Regions from separate parts of the Mus musculus genome. Here all the other regions are linked to region 1. Evidence: chromatin contacts called from public Hi-C, HiCAR-type, HiChIP or PLAC-seq and promoter capture Hi-C data. All regions are on one chromosome and are shown on one strand. Each heading gives the region's core, a stretch centred on a gene start, on an enhancer-like site or on the middle of the called end of the contact. The rest is flanking DNA. Distances are from core to core; before and after follow the strand shown. Region 1 holds the start of Trim32 (tripartite motif-containing 32). Region 2 overlaps Tnc (tenascin C). Region 3 holds the start of Tnfsf8 (tumor necrosis factor (ligand) superfamily, member 8). Region 4 overlaps Tnfsf8 (tumor necrosis factor (ligand) superfamily, member 8). Region 5 overlaps 8030451A03Rik (a long non-coding RNA gene). Region 6 holds the start of Tnc (tenascin C). Region 7 overlaps 8030451A03Rik (a long non-coding RNA gene).

Evidence for each region. Promoter capture Hi-C pulls out the DNA fragments that hold promoters and counts their contacts. A called contact is a pair of places that touch in the nucleus more often than the background predicts. HiCAR-type assays count read pairs that join an accessible place to other places. HiChIP or PLAC-seq counts read pairs in DNA pulled down with a chosen protein or histone mark.
Region 2: an H3K4me3 HiChIP or PLAC-seq map of embryonic limb bud shows a contact between it and region 1, with 6 times the contacts expected there. The contact joins the enhancer-like site here to the promoter of Trim32 in region 1. A contact is called at or near these places in 11 of 39 promoter capture datasets (the 3T3-L1 cell line, 3T3-L1-derived adipocytes, the C10 cell line and 6 more) and 1 of 115 datasets of contacts at active chromatin or transcription factors (embryonic limb bud).
Region 3: a contact with region 1 is called in a promoter capture Hi-C map of stem cell-derived epiblast-like cells, with 3 times the contacts expected there. The contact joins the promoter of Tnfsf8 here to the promoter of Trim32 in region 1. A contact is called at or near these places in 7 of 39 promoter capture datasets (the 3T3-L1 cell line, the C10 cell line, cranial neural crest and 4 more) and 1 of 115 datasets of contacts at active chromatin or transcription factors (large pre-B cells).
Region 4: an H3K27ac HiChIP or PLAC-seq map of large pre-B cells shows a contact between it and region 1, with 10 times the contacts expected there. The contact joins the enhancer-like site here to the promoter of Trim32 in region 1. A contact is called at or near these places in 3 of 39 promoter capture datasets (the 3T3-L1 cell line, hippocampal neurons and second pharyngeal arch cranial neural crest) and 1 of 115 datasets of contacts at active chromatin or transcription factors (large pre-B cells).
Region 5: a Hi-C map of cortical neurons shows a contact between it and region 1. The contact joins the enhancer-like site here to the promoter of Trim32 in region 1. A contact is called at or near these places in 5 of 39 promoter capture datasets (the 3T3-L1 cell line, the C10 cell line, frontonasal cranial neural crest and 1 more) and 1 of 484 Hi-C or Micro-C datasets (cortical neurons).
Region 6: a contact with region 1 is called in a promoter capture Hi-C map of embryonic stem cells, with 2.8 times the contacts expected there. The contact joins the promoter of Tnc here to the promoter of Trim32 in region 1. A contact is called at or near these places in 4 of 39 promoter capture datasets (the 3T3-L1 cell line, embryonic stem cells, hippocampal neurons and 1 more) and 2 of 115 datasets of contacts at active chromatin or transcription factors (both in stem cell-derived neural progenitor cells).
Region 7: a contact with region 1 is called in a HiCAR-type map of astrocytes, with 6 times the contacts expected there. The contact joins the enhancer-like site here to the promoter of Trim32 in region 1. A contact is called at or near these places in 3 of 39 promoter capture datasets (the 3T3-L1 cell line and liver) and 2 of 115 datasets of contacts at active chromatin or transcription factors (astrocytes and embryonic limb bud).

Annotation. Positions count from the first base shown.
Region 1 is chr4:65,603,635-65,606,626 of GRCm38.p6, reverse strand. Trim32 (tripartite motif-containing 32) reads right to left here and starts at 1,641. Exons shown (of 2, transcript NM_053084.2): 1 at 1,558-1,641. All of the region lies in intron 16 of Astn2 (astrotactin 2), which reads left to right.
Region 2 is chr4:63,961,825-63,964,983 of GRCm38.p6, reverse strand. Tnc (tenascin C) reads left to right here. Exons shown (of 27, transcript NM_001369211.1): 25 at 225-386; 26 at 2,834-2,997. Among named protein-coding and RNA genes, the nearest start is that of 8030451A03Rik, 21 kb to the left of the region's middle. Within about 2 kb of position 1,378, at least 4 of the 459 cell types and tissues checked have an H3K27ac peak or open chromatin away from gene starts, as enhancers often do. A contact at or near this core is called in embryonic limb bud, where this site is marked.
Region 3 is chr4:63,860,019-63,863,306 of GRCm38.p6, reverse strand. Tnfsf8 (tumor necrosis factor (ligand) superfamily, member 8) reads left to right here and starts at 2,023. Exons shown (of 4, transcript NM_009403.3): 1 at 2,023-2,457. The coding sequence starts at 2,248.
Region 4 is chr4:63,839,248-63,842,569 of GRCm38.p6, reverse strand. The region is part of intron 2 of Tnfsf8 (tumor necrosis factor (ligand) superfamily, member 8); the gene reads left to right. Among named protein-coding and RNA genes, the nearest start is that of Tnfsf8, 20 kb to the left of the region's middle. Within about 2 kb of position 1,914, at least 17 of the 459 cell types and tissues checked have an H3K27ac peak or open chromatin away from gene starts, as enhancers often do.
Region 5 is chr4:64,075,224-64,078,290 of GRCm38.p6, reverse strand. All of the region lies in intron 4 of 8030451A03Rik (a long non-coding RNA gene), which reads right to left. Among named protein-coding and RNA genes, the nearest start is that of Tnc, 30 kb to the right of the region's middle. Within about 2 kb of position 1,725, at least 68 of the 459 cell types and tissues checked have an H3K27ac peak or open chromatin away from gene starts, as enhancers often do. A contact at or near this core is called in cortical neurons, where this site is marked.
Region 6 is chr4:64,045,204-64,048,531 of GRCm38.p6, reverse strand. It overlaps Tnc (tenascin C), which reads left to right and starts at 1,596. Exons shown (of 27, transcript NM_001369211.1): 1 at 1,596-1,783. The region is part of intron 4 of 8030451A03Rik (a long non-coding RNA gene); the gene reads right to left.
Region 7 is chr4:64,147,768-64,150,757 of GRCm38.p6, reverse strand. It overlaps 8030451A03Rik (a long non-coding RNA gene), which reads right to left. Exons shown (of 12, transcript XR_881356.2): 12 at 2,202-2,984. Among named protein-coding and RNA genes, the nearest start is that of Gm31115, 5.0 kb to the left of the region's middle. Within about 2 kb of position 1,642, at least 27 of the 459 cell types and tissues checked have an H3K27ac peak or open chromatin away from gene starts, as enhancers often do. A contact at or near this core is called in astrocytes, where this site is marked.

The DNA.
Region 1 (2,992 bases), core at 392-2,891:
CACACACACACAACCCCTCAACTATGACAACTGACAATGCCTCCATCCAGACACGGTCAAATGTTTCCTGGCAGAACAAAAGCACCCTGTCTGAGAACCCTGGCTTTAGGTAATGGCACAGGCTAAATACTCAGTAGACAGGAGGCTCCGCCTTGTTCCAACCTTGTTTTGTTTCTCACCCAGAACCATTGTCTCTGTGAGCTATAATGGACCTCCTATAAGATAATATTAGGTTGAAGATCATTTTGGCTCATACCTTGGACAGGGAAAAGGCTAGGTAGCAGAAGCCCTTAGGTAGTTCACTGCTTCTTCCCCAAGGCCTATAATATCGGGTCTGTGATGAGGAGGTGGGGGTGGTCAGAGTGGGTATAGTCAGAATACATGCCTGCCTCAGGATTAAAGGGCCTTTAGTTAGTAAGTGAGGAAGAATCTGCCCTTCAAAGAATGTCAAACTCTCCTTCAGGATTTCTGAAGACTGGTGTCTTTATTCCCAAACCCTTACATTCTCCTAAATTCCATTCATTTATACATAGTTTATTTATAAATTACTTTCAGGTCCCTGGGTCTCCAGAAGACCCTCTGGGTTCAGTTATGCCAAGACCAAAACAAAAACAAAAACAAACAAAAACCTCCTAAGAACCTACTCACAAATTTCATTTGGTTTTGAATTCTATAATCTAGTTACAGCATTCACTCCCCACCATTCATTCTCCACAAACCTCATTCTCAACGCTAAATCCCAAATCTATCATTCAACCTTTTAGACTGTATGCTGCAGCCTTGCAATTCACCAATAGCTCTTATGTGTCCCTCATCCCTCCAATACATCCTTTAATCTATTTTCAAATTCCCACATCTATCACCCCTGTATGCCATCTCCAAACTCCAATCCTGTACCTCAGATTTCTGCCCTCCTTCAATCTGATCGCTCATCTGCCCATCATCCCCATCTTGTACTGGGCCACCTCCAACCCCCGCCCCCCACCTCCGCCCCCGTCCTGCCTCACGTGTTGCCTTCAAACCTTTGCTGCGATTTTCTAACTGGGTACTGATTCCCTCGGGAACTCACCCCTCAGTCTTTCCCAGATTCCGCTACAGAAATCCCTTTCTCTTCAGCAATTAGGATCTTCCAAGACCTTGGCTGTTTTGATCTCAGATCTTGCTATCATTACACCGATCTCCTCAAAGCCCCTAAGATTCTGCCCGCCAACACCCAACCTCATCCAGGCCTGCCAAATTCCTTTATGCTTTCTGATATTCTGCACCCAGATACCTCCAGGGACGTCAGATCCTCCCATCTCCCACATGCTGCACCCCGTCTCTCCGCATGGCCCCCACATTACCTCATACCTCCCGACATGCTGCAACTGCAAATTTCCTCAGCCCCTTTGCTCCCCTCCCCCAGCTGCATCTCATCTCCGCCGAATCGCTCCTGAGCCCGTCCCTTCCGAATCCGATCCTGCCACTCCGATCCAGTCCCCAAATCCTGCCATTCAATCTTGGATCCCCGCGACCCACCACAGTCCCTGGTCGCAGACCCTCCTTCCCGCCCCCTACCTGACCGCCCGCAGCTCCGACGCGAGTCCACCGCTGCCAGCCCACCCGCCCGCTGCCTTCTGCGCATGCGCTAGCACGTCCTTCCCATGGCAGTCGCCAATTCGTACAGTCGCCTGCCCGTCAACTTGCCCCGCCTCCCGAGGCATGCTGGGGCTTGTAGGTCTGTGGGCTCAGCGCCCGCGGCCCAGCTGAATAGATAGGGATGGCTCCGGAAACCTAGGCCATTGCAGCTTTCTGCCCCGTTTCAGAGTCTAAACATGGTTAGTCAATGCTAATCCCCCAGTAGTAGTCTCCAGAAAGTTCGGGCACTTTGCAGACAGACGCCTCTTTGAAGAAGACAAGCACACTCCCTTCAAAGAGCTGCAGGTCCCCGGGCTAGGTGTTTCTGCCTGTGACACATCCCAAAGTGGAGTCACTGAACACATGCCCCTTAGGAAAGACGTTTTCTTTGCCAAACAGCGCAGAGGCGGATAGCAGAGGGAGAAACAGGGAAAAGCCTGCATTGAGCCTTGTCAGACGGGAGGTTTTGTGGCCAGGACCTCCTGGTCCTGAAGGTAGTTTGTGGACAGGTAATACCTGCTCCTGAATGCGATAAACACACAGTACTAGTGAGGAATATGAAGGAATCTGAAATATTATGCTCTCATATTTGAAATTCCACCTAGCTGTGTACCCTCTGCACAATGATAAGACAACAAAACAAAAACAGTAATACCTTTAGACACTTTCCGACAGACTACAGACTTTGAAAAGAAGCTGAGACCTAGGGGTTAAAAGGCAAAGTAACCAGTTTCTACCTGTCAGAACCTGGCTTTAATTTCCCAGAATCACTCTTAACTTCATTTTTCTACTTCTTTATCTCAAAATAAAGTTAAGGATTGTTTTGATGAGTTACTAATAACTCAGAAAGGTGGGAAAAGTAAATTTATCCCCTTCCCCCACCTCACTCCCGCCCCTGTCCCACACATCTTGTCCAAGGTTCGGTATACACCTGGCATCGATTTTGATGGAACTCTGAACCAGGCTATTCATTCTCCAACTTGTTTCTCTTCTCAGTGATTCAGGAGTTCTCACATGATTTTATCCCTGGCCGGATTTCCTGATTATACATTCTGAGTACAATTTGATATCTCAGATAATTCTAGAGCCCTGAGCCAACCCAGGCACCCAGAACTCCCAAGGCTTTCCCAGAGAATATGTGACTCAAAGTTCCTTGAAGAAATTATATCTGTGCTGGCAATTCTATGGACTGACCAAATACCTAGAACTGGGAAAGGATAAAACATATTGTAGACACATAGTCAATTTATCTTGGGCTAGCTTTAGTTCTCTTAATGGCCATTTATTAACAACCTATGACTCTGGCCTAACAATCTTCTGACTATAAGGTAAACCATTGGAATGTATAGTTAAAGTTAGAAGACTATGAGCTTCC
Region 2 (3,159 bases), core at 129-2,628, 1.6 Mb after region 1:
GATTATCACCTTTGACCTTCACAATACAATAGGAAGCTGATAAGCAAAGGTGTTGAACTGTTTTCTTCTGAGGCTCAGAAACATGAGATTTGTTTTGTCTGCCTTCATACCAGCAAACAGAGAATGTTTCAAGCCCAAGTTTTCAGGATATGTCCCACTGTTGAGTGGTAGGGACCTCCTCAGTCACCTGTGATTGCTTACCAGACATTGCCCGTCATCCACAGGACTGGATAACCTGAGCAAAATCACAGCCCAAGGGCAGTATGAGCTCCGGGTGGACCTACAAGACCATGGGGAGTCTGCCTATGCTGTGTACGACAGATTCAGTGTTGGAGATGCCAAGAGTCGCTACAAGCTGAAGGTAGAAGGATACAGTGGAACAGCAGGTATGGGGTAGCTACACTGTGAGTCTGGAGTCATGAAATTCCTATGGATTCACGCATTCACCACTCCTGGTTCTGAATCAACAGATATTTGAATGTCTTCTGGATGCTGATCTAGAAGAACTATCATTAAAAAGGTCTAGGCCAACATCTGCAACATCTGGTCTCTGAGAGGTAGAGTAGGTCAAGAATCTTGTCAACTATGGTTGAATTATAATGACTCTCATTAAAAGAATATGTTTCTTATTCTCTTGTAGTTAGTGGTTGTAGAGTGGTGATAGGAAAATGGTCTTTCAAAGGCCTCCATCTTCACCAGAAGCTTCCTTGTAATGGGTATCTGATGTCTCTGAGAATCTGCTGATGTGTGAATTCTGATATATTGGGATGTCATGGGGAGACGTTAAGATGAGTTTCTCCTAAGTTCCCTGGTGATGCCTACATTCCTAGCATTGTTAGTCTTTTGACTGCCAAGCAACCTTTTGTTCTTCACCTAAATTATAACCCTAATGGGCTAGGTTATGATTACCTGATACCCAGGCTATCTGACAATATTTAGTGGTCTGAGGTCTTACTTATGACTGTAGCCAGATACCTTTGTATATAAGAGACATGCCAATTTATACTATTTGGGGGAGAATAGAGGTTTTTGTCTTTGACTTAAAGTGACCCTTGTACAGCTTTCTGGCTCCACATTAAAGGAGAAACTAATAACAGAGCTATGAGATGGCATCCTTCTCTGTAGGTATTTTCAACTACTGAACCCTCACAAACGTCTTTTAGGAAAATGATATAAAGAGGAGAAAAGTGGCTTGGAAAAATTCAGGAAATTTCAGCTCACAGAAGGAGTATGTGAGTGTGTGTGTGTGTGTGTGTGTGTGTGTGTGTGTGTGTGTGTGTGTGTGTACACATGCGCACCCAGCCATGTGTGCCTAGAGAACAGTGTAAACAAAGAGGGGCTGGGTCAAGAATGCAGACCATCTTGTGTAAGCCAGGGCCTCTTTGGGTGGCCTTATTTTATGATTATTTAAACAGGAGACAGATTTGTGACCCCTCTGGGAGCCCCTCCAGAAAGGAAAAAATCTTCACCTTTGACTAATAGGTGCCAGAGCCAGGTTGCAGTAAGAAGGACACAGAGCCCCTTTGAGAGGCAGTTTGGTGTGATGGAAGAGAGAAAGCCAGGGCTGGAAATTATTTTAACACTTACATGCCTCAAAAAAAAAAAAAATCTGACACTTTATCACCTAACAATAAATACCTCTTTGGCTGAGATCATGTCAAGAAGGATCTTGTTACTTGGAAAGAAAATCCACCAACCAACAAGAATATGACTTACGTTCTCTCTGTATCTCTGGTGGAGGAGAGCACTTGGTTTTTCCCTTCACTCAGAGCCATGTTTTCAGGTTGTAGCTTCCAGCATGCTTTGGTGATAGCGCCTCACAGGAAAGCTTCATCAATATCTGCTTGCTCTCCTGCAACTCATGGGTATCATCATTAGTTAAAAAGACTCTGAAAGAGCTTTGACAGCTTGCTCCAAGATCTCAGCATCAAATACCTGGATGTCTTAGAATGCTTGCACACAGCCCTATGGCTTGGGAGTAAGAAGGACTCAGATAATATTCTCAAGTAGCACTCTATGAAAAAGCAGGTTCTTAGGTAAGAATCAGACAACACCAGCCTGGTACACACTCTTTTAAAAATGATTACAAGAAACCCAGGCTACCTGACAACATTTAGAGAGTGAAGGTCTTAATTATGATTGTAGCCAGACACCTTTGTATATGAGGGACCTGCCCTCTGTTATTATTTTTGCTTTGTTTGTAAGTTTATGGGGTCCCATTATGAAGCCTACGTTGGCCTCAAACATATGCACTTCCTGCCTTAGCCCATCCCACCGCATGCTGGGATTACAGATGTCCACCACCATGCCTGACACACACATCATTATTAAATGCAAATTTCTCACCCTGTCCTCATAGGTCTTTTATGCAAAGCAAATATAGACAAATCATAAACAACAACCCTGGCTCTTTGTATGCCACTTCTCCCTGTCCAGAAAAACGTTCTGGACAGTATATTAGAACAGCGCTGTGAGCTAGACAGAATCCACTGGATGTCTGCATTTTTTTAGATGAGAAAAAGAAAGCTTAGAGGAAGCTCAGCCTGTGACAGGTCACAATTAGAAAGACAGAGAGATGGACTTCAATGGAACTTTCCAGAACCACCTGCAGCCTTCTTTCTTAACTTATAACAGTGCTTCTGTCAGAGATAAGTCTTGGGGGTGACATTCATGTCTCATGCTTTGATCCTCAGTCCGGTTTGAGGTTCAGTGCCAGTGTACCCAAGGATCTTTCAGTCCCCGCCTTTGATTCTGCCCTTGACAACCTTCGGAGACTTTGATTTGGGGGGAGTCTTTATTCTCTCTTATCTTTCTCCCTTTTATTCTCAATAAGGTGACTCCATGAACTATCACAATGGTAGATCCTTCTCCACCTATGACAAGGACACAGACTCAGCCATCACCAACTGTGCCCTGTCCTACAAAGGAGCTTTCTGGTATAAGAACTGTCATCGTGTCAACCTGATGGGCAGATATGGGGACAATAACCACAGTCAGGTGAGTAGTCTGACAAGGTTGGAGAAGCAAGATGTGGGTGAGGGAAGGACACTTCAATTAGAAAATGTGTTATCTTCCAACACAGTGAGAAATCTCAATGGCATGGCAGCTGAGTGAGCGAAGAGGAAAAACAGTACAAATTAACTCTTAGATCCCAAGGAG
Region 3 (3,288 bases), core at 774-3,273, 1.7 Mb after region 1:
AACCACAAAAGAAGTGAAGTTGGGCCCACAAACTGTTAGTGACTGATCTGAAAATCTCAACTGTTCAGAAGGTTCTAAGAACAAAGGGTGATTTTCCCCCTTGTCAGCCCTCCCTCCTAGGACAATGTACAATATGCAAAACTGTAAGTATAAGACAAACATTTTTTTCCACTGCCTCCTCAGCCCCATGGGCCTTCAGGAAGACCTGAACTTTAAACGAAGCCTTTTTATTTTTCAACACCCACAGCTTCCATTCAGCAATCAGAAGTTTTCCACTTCGATCAAAGGGGCTAAACAGAGAGGGCCAAGGGAGCAGCCGGTTCTCAGCAGCTCTGGGCAGATTGCCACCCACTCCCTGTCCGTACCTACCAAAGGACAAGGCTTTCTCCCCAAATCAAACAAGTGTACCCCCCCAAAACACTAACTTGCCTTGCCCTATCTAAACCAGCAGGACAAGTGGCTAAGGACAAATCTGTCTTCCAAACCCCAGGCTCAGTTTCCTTGACAACCAGATGGAGACACTGCCCTCGAAGAAGATACTCACCAGTTCATTCCTCACTACCTATCCCTCCTCTGTGGTTTTTCATTTTATAAACTCACCAAAAAGGGCCTCTAGACCATCTCCTAAGTCTAAGCTGCCTTGCAGAATGCTCAAAGAGAGATCTACACAGATCCAGAAAGCTAAATAATCTGAGCTGGGCTTTGGATCCGGCATTTCTTTGGGGCTTCTGACATGTCCTGTGACCTGCAGAGGTAGTGTATAGTCAAAAGAGAAGGTGCTGTCTACCTCAAGGGAAATAGCAAGTGAGGTTTCAGAAGGCCACATCTGGAGGCAGCTCTGAAGCTTTTAGAGAATATTCTGAAAGAAAGGTCATTCATAGCAACAGATACGATCCAGCTCTGTGTCCCAGAAATCTATTTATTATATGAAATTCCAGACATGGCCCAGAGGGCAACTTGGGCTGTTTAACAGGAATTGTTCAACAACAGCTGCCAAGTCCATTCCCATTCAGGAAGCCCTCTTACATCATCCTGTTTGATCTTCCCCATGACTGCAAAGCAGACTGGGGTGAAAGCAGGGGCTGCGTTGACTTATTCAAGGAGCAATGCTGAGAAGAGGAAAGGCTAAGATGCAACCTGAGGTTTTCAGCCTGTAAGGAAAGGGTCCGGCAGGCTTTTGGAGCCAGGCTGGTTTGCATATACCACCAAGTTTTACCATTAGATTAACACTGGTAGATTTGATTAAGAATGCTTTTATGCTGGGTCTCAGTTCTCTATGCTGTGAAGAAGAAATACTACTTGCCTCTGAGGCTGGTGACGAGTGTGAAGTCAGCCTCTAAGCCAAGTTCCCAAGACTGTACCTGAGCCAGAATGTTCAATTCTAGTAACCTCTGTCCACAAACTCATCACAAACACCTGGAACACTATTTGCACCCCCATACAACCCACAGACACTTCACACACTCGTTCCACAGCACTGAGCCTCCCCTTCCTGACCCCCTCACTAATTTCTTCCCCTAGTATGAACTTTAGGGCAAGCCAGTTTCATCGGCAAATTTAACAGCCCTGGAGAGCACCCTGCAAGAGATAGAGGAGCTTTGGTTCAACAGCAAATTATTTCCAAATTCCTCTTCTCTCACCATGTCTTTGAAACTATCCTCAAATATCCTACTGCCACAACCTTGTCTCCAGGTAGGTAAATGCCCAAACAGTGGGCTCTTCTTTCCCAGAAATGGGTATGTTTCCAGTTTAGAGCATGCTGTAATTGTTGGACAACCCCAACAGTCATTGTGCTGCTGACAAAGGACTGCCATCTCCAGGGACCCAGCAAAGAGACTAATCTGGAAGCTTCCTGGGCCACCAGCATGGATCATGCAGTGTGCAGGGTCCCCGCGGCAAGGCGTTCTGTGGCTGAGCCTAAAGGAAACAGAAGTGGTTGGTGTACACTCACGCGGAACTGTCTCCTTCCTACCACCCGCTGACATCAACCATCGTCTATCTCGCTACAATTTCTCTGCACTCAGATTAATCCCAGGCGATGAAAAATGAACCTCTCCCCCACCCTTGCAGCCACCCTTCGCCTCACGCCCCCAGAGAAGAGTTTCTCCATCCGGCAACTGGTGAAGGCTTTTTTCCAAGTCACATGATCCAGGATGCAGGGGAAAATCCTTCTTGGAACAGAGCTGGGTACAGAACCGAATCAGATGAGGAGAGATAAGGTGTGATGTGGGACAGACTATATAAAGCATGGAGCCAGGGCTGCAACAAGCAGGCAGCTGTGGGGCTCCTTCCCCTGACCCAGCCATGCAGGTGCAGCCCGGCTCGGTAGCCAGCCCCTGGAGAAGCACGAGGCCCTGGAGAAGCACAAGTCGCAGCTACTTCTACCTCAGCACCACCGCACTGGTGTGCCTTGTTGTGGCAGTGGCGATCATTCTGGTACTGGTAGTCCAGAAAAAGGTGAGTAAACATCTTTTTTCTGCTTTTCTTTCCTCATTTATAATGTGTGTCCTCTAGAGGAACAGCTCTGGGAAGCTAATGAATAGTTTAACTAGGAGCAAAAAAAAAAAAAAAAAAAAAAAAAAATTTAAAAAGTGAAAATAAGTAAAACTATGCATATATAGAGAGAGATTATATCAGAGAAAAGGGGAAAAACTAGAAATGAACTTTCTGCACTCAGTGGGAATTTTTTAAAAGAAATAGAACTGGACATGAGCTCAAAAATTTCCAGATGTACTGGAGCCAACAGAAGAGCTGCTGACCTTGAGAAGTTAAGATTGAAGCCCAGATGGGTCACAGCCTCACAGTATGGAGGGAGGAAGCATAGGGAGCCCTGATGGCGAGTGCGCATGTGGGTATCACCTCTGTAAGGCGCTCATCCTAATTCTAAGGTTATGTCCTCAATCCGTGCTCCCAGGACTTCTGAGGCCTCTCTTTTGCCGAGAGTCTGTTGTTGCTATTGTTTGTTTGTTTGTTGTGGTTGTTTTCTTGCTTGCTTGCTTGTTTTTAGTGAGGAGCTACTTTTTAAAGACTGTGATATTTGAGAGAGAGAGAGAGAGAGAGAGAGAGAGAGAGAGAGGGAGAGAGAGAGGGAGAGGGAGAGAGAGAGAGAGAGAGAGAGAGAGAGAGAGAGAGAGAGAGAGAGAGGCCAAGTCTTCCCAGAGCTCTGCTATTTCAATGTTAAAACCCACAAAAGAAATCGAAAGCTTCCTCACAAGCCACTGGCTTTGAAGAGTTCAGGGTGTTGAAAAGTAGCAGTGTTTTTGTCACCTGTACCCTCTGAGATGCACA
Region 4 (3,322 bases), core at 665-3,164, 1.8 Mb after region 1:
GAAGCCTGTGCTTAGTCTTAAGCATGAAACTATCTAATCAATTCTTGAAGAAAAACTACAGTATGCCTGCCATTTGACTTCAGGAAATGCAAATGCTTCAAAATAAGGTAGACTTTTTCCATCATTGGGTTTCTCAGAATTACAGCTGAGGTCACCCCACTGTACACATGAAGACCAAAGGGGAAAAACAGAAGAAAAAAACGCCTGCATGTGTGAGAGACAAGCCTGGGCTTGTACTTCTGCCACCATCTGTAGATGCTCAGCTCTGGCAGATATCACCACAAGCCACCTGATACAGAGGGACCTTAGGACTAGAGAGATAGAGCCTGTTTTTGATGTGACATCCTGGCTTTGATCCAGGGCATGAATCCTACTTTTCCACCTAACTTAGAATCTGTGAGAGTCAGGCCAATATTCTCCCTGCCAGGGGAAAAAGCAAGCACTCCTTCTCACTACACTGATGCCCTTAGCACTGGTCCAGCCAGAGCTACAGAAGGAAATAAGAGAGATGGTCTAGTTGACTCCACTCAGCAAATGCATCTTCTTGGCTGATCAGTAGGAGAGACTAAACAGTAGTCTCTGCCAGGATGTGTTTTAAAGGACAACTGGCTTGATAGAGGCAGGGCATTCCACTTGACAGGAACCAGAGGTATGCAGGTGGAAGCATATCCATGTAGTTGTGTACTGGAGCTGCACGTCTCCAAACTTGTGTAGAGTGGGGGGAAATCCGTTTGGGCATTAGAGTCACACTGACTGAGTTTTGATCTCCACCCTACTAGCAACTAGATGTGTGGCTGAGAACAAGCCAGTTAACCCTTTCTTATTCATCTATTTATTTATTTATATTCCAACTGCTGCACCCTCATCCCATTCCTCCCTCACAGAGTCCTTCTTCCCATTTCCCCTCCCCTTCTCCTCTAGGAGGATGCTCCCCCACTCCTCACCCATATATCCCCTCCCACCCTGGAATATCAAGTCCCTGCAGGATTAATTATGCACATCCTCTCCTGCTGAGGCAATACAAAGCAGTCCTCTGCTTCATACTTCATACGGCATCTGCATCTGTTTCAGTCAGCTGCCGGGTAGAGCATCTCAGAGGACAGTTATGCTAGACTCCTGTCTGCAAGCACAACATGGCATCCGTAATAGTGTCAGAGATTAGTGTTTACCCAAGGGATAGGTCTCAAGTTGGGCCGTTATTGTTTGGCCATTTCTTCAGTCTCTGCTCCATCTTTGCCCACCCTCCAGTTAAACTTTTAAAACCTATAGTTTCTAATGTAAATAACAGAGATAACTGTAAACTATCTCTCATGGGATGATTGTAAAAATTAAATCTCTTATGGGATGCTTGTAAAAAAATGTAAAAATGAAATCATGGCTGTAGCATGCTCAGTAAAACATTACAGAAATAGTCAACATTAGTTATGATGGTGGTAGTGGTGATGACATTTATTACTATTAAGACACAGAATAAAATGAGGGAGGGTATGGGCTGATACTGGAGAGATTGGGAGGAGTCAAAAGCCCATCAGAGCTGTAGGGAACATAAATTAGAAAGTGATTCACAGCAAAGAGAGTCCGATTTGCATCTCTCTGGTTTCTTTTGGTTGATGTTCTACAGTCCCAAAGATGAGATTGGACAACAGTCACACTTCCTTAGACTATTACACTTTGGGATCAAATTTCTGGTTATACACATCCACGAGTATGTGCAGGGCAGCAACAAGCCTCACAAGAACACTGCTTAGATGATAATTATGGGCTAAGATCTAGAGAGTGGAAGCTGGCCTTCAGCCTTTGATGGGCCAGAAGCCCCGTGTGAGTCCAGAACAGCTAGAGATGAATACTGCCCCTACTTCTGCTGGGGGTTCCTCTAGTAGTGAGCTTGCTCAGACAGCAGAGGGAACCCTTCACTCAGCTTCTAGCTGTTCTCGGGGCCCCAGGGTCTTTCTCGAATGAATCTGGACAATAAGATAAAGGAAGTAACTGGTAGTACCCATGTGTCTCTGTTTAGTTTCTGTTTCCAGGATCTGTCCGTTGGTGAGTCGGGTGTTGAAGTCTCCCACTATTATTGTGTGAGGTGCAATGTGTGCTTTGAGCTTTACTAAAGTTTCTTTAATGAATGTGGCTGCCCTTGCGTTTGGAGCATAGATATTTAGAATTGAGAGTTCATTTTGTAGATGAACTTTTGGTAGATTTTTACCTTTGATGAGTATGAAGTGCCCCTTCTTGTCTTTTTAGATAACTTTGAGTTGGAAGTCAATTTTATTTGATATTAGAATGGCTACTCCAGCTTGTTTCTTCAGACCATTTGCTTGAAAATTGCTTTCCAGCCTTTTACTCTGAGGTAGTGTCTGTCTTTATCCCCGAGGTGGGTTTCCTGTAAGCAGCAAAATGTTGGGTCCTGTTTGTGTAGCCAGTTTGTTAGTCTATATCTTTTTATTGGGTAATTGAGTCCTTTGATGTTAAGAGAAATCAAAGAAAAGTAATTGGTGTTTCCTGCATGGTACTGGTACAGCGACAGACAGGTAGGTAGATCAATGGAATAGAATTGAAGACCCAGAAATGAACCCACACACCTATGGTCACTTGATCTTTGACAAGGGAGCTAAAACCATCCAGTGGAAAAAAGACAGCATTTTCAACAATTGGTGCTGGCACAACTGGTTGTTATCATGTAGAAGGATGAGAATTAATCCATTCTTATCTCCTTGTACAAAGCTCAAGTCTAAGTGGATCAAAGAACTCCACATAAAACCACAGACACTGAAATTTATAGAGGAGAAAGTGGGGAAAACCCTTAAAGATATGGGCTCAGGGGAAAAAATTCCTAAACAGAACAGCAATGGTCTGTGCTGTAAGATCAAGAATCGACAAATGGGACCTCATAAAATTGCAAAGCTTCTGTAGGGCAAAAGATACTGTCAATAAGACAAAAAGGCCACCAACAGATTGGAAAAGAATTTTTACCAATCCTAAATCTGATAGGGGACTAATATCCAATATATACAAAGAGCTCAAGAAGCTGAACTCCAGAGATTCAAATAATCCCATTATAAAATGGGGCTCAGAGCTGAACAAAGAATTCTCAACTGAGGAATACCAAAGGGCTGTGAAGCACTTTAAAAATGTTCAGCATCCTTAATTATCAGGGAAATGCAAATCAAAACAACCCTGAGATTCTACCTCACACCAGTCAGAATGGCTAGGATCGAAATTTCAGGTGACAGCAGATGCTGGTGAGGATGTGGAGAAAGAGGAACACTCCTCCATTGTTGGTGGGATTGCAAGCTGGTACAACCACTCTGGAAATCAGTCTGGC
Region 5 (3,067 bases), core at 476-2,975, 1.5 Mb after region 1:
TTCCTACAGAATGAGGTCAGTCACTTACTCACCATGATTTCCATTTTTTTCACCCCATTTGGTCTTTCTGATCAGATGCTGAGCAACTGTTGCCAACTGCATCAATGGGTCACTTCCAACAGCTGTGAGAGCAACATCATCCAGCAGTCTGAGACAAAGCCCAGAAGATCACAGGATGAAGCATGGACTCCAAATCTAATCAGAGGGCCAATGGGGAAATTTCAATCTGGTAGATCCTATAATTGTGTGGTGGAGTACTTGAAAATTTAGATGTGATTCAAAAAGATTTTCAAGTAGATAGTATGCAAAGGTCAATCCAATCCCACTGTCTTGATTAGGGTTTTACTGCTATGAACAGACAAAATGACCAAGGTAACTTATACGGATAACATTTGATTGGGGCTAGCTTACAGGTTCAGAAGCTAAGTCCATAGCAAGTTCAAGGCCAGCCTAAGCTATGTGAGAGGTTGTCCCAAAAAATACATAACATGAAGAGTCCCTGTGACATTATTTAAGTTAATTTTACTTGTCTGTTGGACAGACCATTTCTATGTGCCAAGAATAGCTATTAAACAGCCAACATTAGCCATACATTTGGTACATATCTGTCAACATGATTATTTCACCCTTTTTCTTCAGAAGCTGACAGAAGAAAAAAGTGGATAAAGGTATAGCTGGCTACAGTAGTACATGACAAATGTCATGAAACAAAGAGTCATCCAAGAACACATAAGAGTACTAATTTTGTGTGGGAGGGAGATGTCTTGGAGATTGGATGTCCTGTTTGGACTGGAATCATGAGAAAGTTAGAGAAAGAGTTGGAAGTTGTGTAGGGTAAAAGTGTAAAGAACATATTTAACCATGGGAGAAGAGCGCAGGCAGGAGCACAGGAGATCTCGAAATGAGGTGATCATCAGTAACCGGGAAAAAGACCAGCAATGATGGCACACAAGAGAGAAGCACAATCAGCGGACAGAGAAGTGTGCAAGACACGTGCCTCAGCCAACCAGTGCAATGAACCATGAGCTCTTTGAGGATGGGGTTTTATGTGACCTGCCAGTACCTTCTTCACATCCATCGCTGTGTCCACCATAGAGGAAATAGCAGTCATAGGCCAAATGAGGGCATGCATAATAGTCATCCAGTAAATAGCAATTCCATTAGGGAAACCCTTTCCTTGCTTTCTAACTTTTTCATTTTTTAAGAGTCAGGATGGGACGGGGGAGGGGGGGAACTAGCTGCAACTACAGATGGATATTTCCATCCCCAAATACTACAAATGCCACCTCTTTGGGGCTTATTATGCCCAAATGGCAGTCTGTTTGGGATCTTTCTAGAATCAATTGCTTCCAATTTTCAGTTTTCTGATTTCAGATTGAAGACATGTGTTTGGTGTTGCACAGATGATAGGGGAACAAGCGGATTCCAGAGAGGCATCAAGCTGAGTCCAAGTGATAAGAGAAATGCCTGGGGGAAGGCATAGCAACAAAACATTTTAAAGTTCTCAAAGTGCATAAATCATCCTGTAACCATGCTGTCCTGATTCGAAACCCAAAATAGAAAAAGAAAGCTCTTCTGTGCTAACATTTCATCATAACCAGCAGCCCAATGCTCAGGGGAGCCAGTGTTTGTGAATCTTTGAGTTGGGATCTGGAAGGACTGACGCAGAACATTACTATGCAGCCAGTTCTCAGGGAAGAAAAAAAAAATCTCAGCATGGAGTGCGGGCTTCCAGAATCCTTGTGGTAACTTCTCATTTCAGTTGAATTGCACAGAAGAGACGAGCCTTCCTGGGGGGTTGGCCAACAATAGAAAGAAACAACTAAAGGATAGACTCATACCAGGCGTGATGCCAAACCCCAAGCTAGTTCTTGAGCTGTCTAGGCTGTAAGGGAGGCTGTCTCTCAGCCATGGTGCAGCACACTCCATGTCTGTGATGGTATGAGGTCATTGAGACCACAGTCCTGACCAGCATATGCACTGGGACAGGAAAAAGAGAAATTCTTCAGCAATATTGGCATAAATTCAAACATTGTTCCAATCTAAGGTATGGATTCATCAAGCTGAGCTTCAAAATTCCTACTTCAGATTAAAAAGTACAAGAAAAAAATTGCTGTCATAAGAACTAAGAAAAATTATTCATGTAAAATAATCTGTAGGCACAACATAACCATGTTAAATTTTAGTCTCCAGTCCTACTTTTTCTTGATATAAAATTAAAATTCTTTTAGATTTTTCCTTATTATTCTGTTCAAAGAGCTCTAAATGTGAACAAATGTACAAATCTTAGCTATACTGACTCTAACCAGATAAATGAAAAGTTATACATACTAGTAATTTGGAGGTTTGTTTCTTTGGACTAGGGACAGAATGTATGCATCTGTTGGTTGTATCATGTTTACCTTGGCATGTCAATGATCAGTCTTCATGTTTAAAAAATGTTCCAATATTTTAGACTTTGAATAATCAAGAGTCCTGTTCATCTATGAGATAAGATTGGAATACACCAAGCCAAAATGAAAATCCCAGATCAACCCATTATCAGATGAATGGGTCTAGATGTACTGCTTGCTCTGTGACTCTCAATGTTCTTAGCCATAAATGAATACAATATTTATTTATTTCAGGTTATGCATCAAGTACACAGGCTTGAAATTGCATAACACAGGAGTTGCTCATCAACGTCATTCATTCTGCAATGCACATCAACCCCATCCAAGGTACCAGGAGATATTCTAAAGACATATGATGAATCATGAACTAAAGAATATCACTATATTGTGGAGCCCGTGTCTTCTACAAGAGACAAGCAATTGATCAATAAGCAAAAATAACTGTCTCTCTAGTGAAACAAGTGTGAAGAAAATGAACTGAGCAATGGGATGAACAGTACTTATACACAGTGCAACTAGACAGTTGCATAAGCTTCTTTCCCCTGGTTTATTCATTTTACTTTACTTTGGAGTCCCAAACCCACTGAGCATGGACCTCCAGTAAAGATGAGTAAGGAGTTATACTCTGTTAAATTGAGTCATCTGACAAACTTTGAATGACATTGAGAATAGCA
Region 6 (3,328 bases), core at 347-2,846, 1.6 Mb after region 1:
AAGAGGTAGCCTGGGTCTGCTTAGGAAAGCCTAGAGGCGTGGAAGCATTCACTACTGGTGGAAAGACAGGCTTGTGCCACTGAAATATGTTTTGGCTAACACGCAGAATGAAAAAATTCCCAAAGCAACCAACATCTGAATCAGCCCAAATGGTTTAAAAGTTCAAATGAGTCGTTTTACGACATGACTATTTATGGCTGTTCCTGATGTCTGAGCGGTGTGTGTGTGTGTGTGTGTGGGGGGGGGGGGGATAGGGAACACTTAAGCAGGCAGTCTTCGAGTCCTGGAATCGGTGCCACCCTAGGGATAGCCTAATTTTGTCTTGCTTTATTCTCCCAGGGAGATTGAAACTAAATGTTATGAGAAAGGCTGAAGGATGGTATCAATCAGTAAGTGGATGGTTGAAATTTCCGATAATAGTTGTTAATTAAAACATCAGAAGTCTCTTCTAAATTACAGAACAAAGAGATGCATTTTCCACAGTCCAGCAAAGCAGCTGTGTCTGTTGTCATGGGTGACAGTTTCCTACTTAAGCATCACTCACTGTTTCTGGTCACCAATGTGTCATGGAGCCATGAATTCTAAGTGCTTCCCAGGCACAATTCCTTGATGGCATTAAACTGCTTCTCTAAATTGCAGGGTATAAGCACTGTCCCAAACAAGCCCAGAAGTACCGTGAGCTGAGCTTGGCCCCAGGTGCCTTGGGGATACTTTAACATGCTAAATGAGGACTTCAACCTAAATAGTGTTACCTTTTGAAATATATTAGTGCTTCTCTAAGAAAAAAAAAAAAAAGTCTTCACTCAGCACCTAGGTACACTGAGAGCTCAGGAGTACACCCTGAGCTAAGTACTACACCCTACTTAGTAGACCCTACTAAGTAGAAAGCACTTAGTATGTGGCATAAACAATGTCAAAAAGTGACTCCTGAGGGGACATTGGGATCTGGATAAAGATTCCTCCAGGCAGCTGGGCACCGCTGGGTCCTGCTTCAGAAAAGCTCACTTTTCTAAGCTCCCAGTATGGTTCCCACCTGCTGAGAACTAATCTTGGGTTATCTCCAAGCTGGCCAAGAGAAACCTGAACTGCCCCGGGCTTGCTCAACTCTCCTCGATCTCCTCTTTCCAGGAACTCAGGTTCAGCCCTCAGGCTTTCTCCGAGGTGCCACCCCGCAGCTGCTGCCCAGAGCCTGAGGGAACCCAGGTCGTGTTTCCAGCTTGCTCTAGTCCAGGAGCAGCGCCAGGATCCAGTTCCCTCATATCCCAGTTCCCAAGGCTTCTGTTTCACAATTAGAATACTCATTTGTGGAGCAATGCAAAAATCACACTTCACTAACAACTACTCTGCGGGGGCGGAGGGAGCTGAAATTCCTACTTTTTTTTTTCTTCACTATAAATTGTATGCAAATGGTCCGTTAGCTGGCGGCGCGCCTGGAGTGAGTGCGTCTTTCATGAGCTAACCCTGTTCCGCTGGGAGGGCTGTGCCTTTAACTCACCAACTGAAAAAAAAAAAAGTGGGAAAGGATGTCTGGAGGCGAGGCGTCCCATTACAGAGGAAGGAGCTCCCTATATAAGCCTGCCAAAGCTGGCTGCTCCGGCCACAGCCTGCCTACTGTCACGCGTCTCTCCCGCGCGCAGACACACACCCTAGCCTCTGGTGGGCACAGACAGTGGCTGGGAAGACGCTAGGGACCGCGCGCTTGGGAACTCGTTGTGGCTTAACCCAGGTACTTCTTCACGGAGCTGGTGCACCCAGAGACTTTGCTTTTCCCGACCTGGAAAAGGTGAGTCTGTTGATCCCATCACCCAGGATCTTTCTGGTGTGCTCCTGGCATTCCCGGTACCCAGTAAGATGTGGGTTTGTAACTATAAAACTTTTGTTTAATTTCCAAGCCCGGTGTGATCAGATGCGGCCCGATTATTCTGTGCTTGCCCTCCTGCGGTCATGTATTTGGTATGGATCTGTCAATAGTCAGAGGAACTCAGGGAACTTTTGGTAAAGTTTTGTCTCTGCCTTTCTTTGGAGGAAATGTCTTACTTTAACTCTTACCCTTTTACCTCGTTGATTCTCACCTGTGGATTTTCCCCTTTTGGAGCGTTAGAGAAGTTGCATTTTAAAGTGGCATTCACTCACAGCACTTGGGTGGGATGAGTACCACGTACCCGTAGTAGGGAGAACACAACCGTGCATCTACACAGTCTCAGCACTTGACAGTTTTCGTTCCCCTCTTGTCCCATTTGATCCTCAGTGTCCACTCTGGGGAAAGATAAGAGCTGGATACCAGAGCTAGGAGATGAGTTCTGGGCACGGATGAAAAGCCCACAGGCTGTAAGATGAAACTGGTGGGCACGTCTGTGGGTTCTTGAAGCAGGGTGCCATCCTCCTGATTCAGAGACCTCAGGTGGGGCATGTGTAGAAGGTTTGGAGGCATCTGAACCCCATATTGCTCCCAAATCGGCCTCCCTCCTGACACTTTATCCCAGAACCCCAGTAACATATTCCCTTCCCTGGTGAACTTTGGAAAGAGCACAGAGATTCCTCTATGCCATCGTTGTGACAGGGGGAATAAGAGGTTGGGGTTTGACCCTAGAAGTGGCTTGGGCATTCCCACTAGTGCCACTACAACATAAATGTGTCAGGAAAATATGTAACTTCTATGGACCTTAGTTTCCACTTCTCTAAAGTGGGGACAGCAGCTCCCCTTATAATGAGGAGCGAATGAGGAACAAAAAAGATCAAATCAGCAACTGGGCAATCTCTGTCATGGCCCAAAGCTGCCAACACCCTGGACGTGAAAAGCGGGGCCTCTTAACCCAGTTTTTCAGTGTGTCTGCTTACCCCCAAAGCCTCTGCCTTCTTATCTTGCCCAATCTGAGACAGCCTGCTAGCCTGGCACGTAGTGTTTTACAAGCAAGGGGTGTGTTGGCACCATTAGGAGAAAAGGTGGCAGCCTCGGGCTTGATGTGAATCTGGAGTTCTGACTCCAGAATGTCCTCAGGCATTTACAGGCTGAAGTGCTTGGCTATGGAGTGCTGTGTGGCTGGTGGTCTTTGGAATCAGATTCTTTGCCTCAGAGGATGAGCCAGACTGGGAGCTCTCTTTAAGAGTGAATGCCTCTTTTTCGTGTGTTTTCGTGGAATCTTTTTTTTTCTTTGTTTTATAGAGCTTTCCCTATATGCACCTTAGAAATGAAAGCTGCTCCCCACCCCACTGCCTTTCCTGAGATGCAACAAAGCTCACCAGGGCTGGTGAGAGGCATGCTCTGTCTAAATAAGCTGATGGAAAGTTCTCCTGTCCTATGAACCAAGGCTTTCGAAGGGCATGGGGG
Region 7 (2,990 bases), core at 393-2,892, 1.5 Mb after region 1:
TGTGTGTGTGTGTGTGTATTAACCTTGTAAAATGTTTCCCTATAGTTTCTCAAACATCTGAGCTATGTTTTAAGTCTCCTTGCCTCCACTCCCTCTACTCTCCTTCTCACCTTATGAAGTCACCTGCCTCCCGCCCCTCTCCCCCCCATTAGTCTCCTGTATCCGCCTCTCTATATCTCCTGCTCACAACTCTACTATGATCCCTTTCTATATTCTTGGTTTCTGTGGTTACTTCAAGTTACATCCTCAAACCTAAAGAGTCAGAATCACATTCTACATCTAAACAAGGGCATGTGCATTTTTTTCTTGGTCTGAATTATCTCATTTAGAAAAACAGTTTCCATTTCTATTCATTTACCTGGAAATTTCATTATTTCATTTTGCTTTGCATCTAAATAGTAATCCTTAGTGTATATGGATCACATTCATCATTTGAAGGATAATTAGGCTTTTTCCATTTCCTAGTTATTTTGACAGCAACAATGAACAACTGAGCAAGTTTCCCTACTGTTAGATAATAAGTTCTTTGGGTCCACCAAAGAACTGTATGGATGCATCATATGGCAGATTTTCTTTTAGCTCTTTGATAAATTTCTCAGTTCTTGAACTTTTATGCCTAAACATAAACTCCATAATCAGTGAAATGATTCTGCATCCATTAGTAAACTGTCCTAAGGTGACTGATTTTTAAACTTTTAATGATTCTAGCTACCATACATAAAAATTAATGAACTTGACAAAGAAATGAAAATGAGAATCTACTGTGGGAGACAGGTACTCATGACACAGTCTTTGACATAGTTCCCCTACCTCCAAGAGAAACATGTGCAAATGGAAATCAGGTTTTTTATTTTCCAGAAACATAATAGTTGTCTCCTTTGGGAGATTAATAACTAAGCATGCTGAAAATGAGAATCAATTATTTTCCTTAAAATATCTCATATGGTAGATAATTCTAGTATGGGTACTGTAGCTGATGAGAACTAGCTTTTCTTCTGACCAATACTCTGCTTTTTTGTTTTGCAGTGTTCTGTTTTGTTGTTGTTGTAGACATCTCTCAGGCTTGTAAAATGACTAAAGACAGACAGTTTGGGGGACAATAATTTCAGGATGTTGTGTGAGACTTATTTAGTATTAGCAGCTTCAAAAATCATACTTCTCAGAGCAGAATAATGATGGCCAGAGTCTCGCCCACCCTTTCATCTCATAACTTTCAGAAACCAGCCAAATCAGAGAGCCAACTGAAGCAGAAAGGGTGCCTCAGCCTCAACTTCTCATCAGTGCCATGCTTGCCAACTGCCACCGAAGCAAACTCCATTCCCACATGTCTCCAGTGGGATCTATGGTGGTTTCAGGAATTTGGATGCTGGCCTCAGATATCTTTCTGTATTACCATCATCTTGGATGAGGGGAAACCAACTCCAGGTGGAACCCATTCCAACACCCAGGAAGGAAGTGGCACATGATCAGATTCTCCTGACAAAGTAGAGTCCTTCTCCATGTAACACACTGAGACATGTGCCTGTTGTCATGGAGATTTCATAATGCAGCGCAAGTAAATGCAGACTGAATAGATTCCATCCAAAATGCCCTTGGAGGCCCACGGCTTTCATTCCCTTTCATCAGCAAGCCGGAGTCCAGCTGGAGCCAGAATTAGTGATGGGTAAAGAGCTGAAAAGGCTGTTGGTCCCTTTCCAGGGCACCTCCAACTTCTGTAAAGCTTCTTGGACTTGGAAGACTTCACTGGCAAGCTGTCCCGTGAGAGTCTCAGCTCTTCTTGGTTTTTTTCATTCTGGTCCATAAACCAGCATCTCACTTTGCATTTAGGAAAGAAGTGTGGAAGCTAATCACCACAGCTTTTAAGACTTTAAGACTTTGCAAAGAGGGAGGAAAAAAAAGGGATGTTTTGGGTAGAGACCAGAACATTATTTTGCTTCCAGCCTCTTTCCTCTTATTTAAGTACACACATACTGAACTAGCTTCCATAGCACAAGAGAAAACAATGTTCGCATTATTAAACATGATTTTTCTGTTTTTTAAAAAACAACTGCTATATGCAAAACATAAATCCAGAATACCTAGTTCTCTTCTGAAGATTTTATAATAATTAAAGTAAATGAAATAGTGTTTTCTTTTTAATTCTGCCTTCATACTGATGTGTCCAATCAAGTTATAAAAAGACTGTACCCATTTGCCCCATCCCATGGACAGAGCTGAACTGTGTTGTGAGGACAAAACAAATAACTATACAAGTGGCAGAGAATACATAACAGGAAATGTCTCAGGACACTTTGTTGGGCACAGGGAATGACATAGCCCTCAGGGAAGCAGATAACTGGACTGAGACAAGTCTAAAAACACTTTATATCCATTTCCTTAAATGTTACTACATTCCACATACAACACACATGCATGCACACATACACATGTTACATATGTGTGTATATATACATGTATGTTACACTTACATACACACATATACACAAACACACATTCCACCTCAATAAGAACAAGAAAGTTATACCAAAATGACTCAGTGACATCAGAAAATTACAACCCTTTTCTTTCTCTGAAGAAGTCTCAGAAATCCTAATTATATGTGACAAGCTGGGAAGACAGCCTTCACACGTCTCATGCAGAGCCTGGAGTGTGGAAAAGGAGAGGGAAACCGTGTCTTCTCATGTCGTGTTGCGGGAGGGGTTCTAAACTGTTGAGCTCCTTGTAGCTCACAGCTGTCCACTCATAAAATCAAGAGGAACACAAAACGGAGCAGGTGTGCAGGTGTAAATTTTCCAGAGCCTTCTGACACAGATAGCAACGTGGATCCAAAAGGGGAGAGGGCGTGGGGAAGGCTCATCACTTCCATTCAGCAAGCCGGAAGTCCAAGCCCTGGATGTAAGAGCCTCTCCACATCAGCCAGTTTCTCACTCTGCTTCAGCTGCCCAAGAATGCAGAGCCCAACACAAAGCATGCCTCTCCTCTCTCTAGAA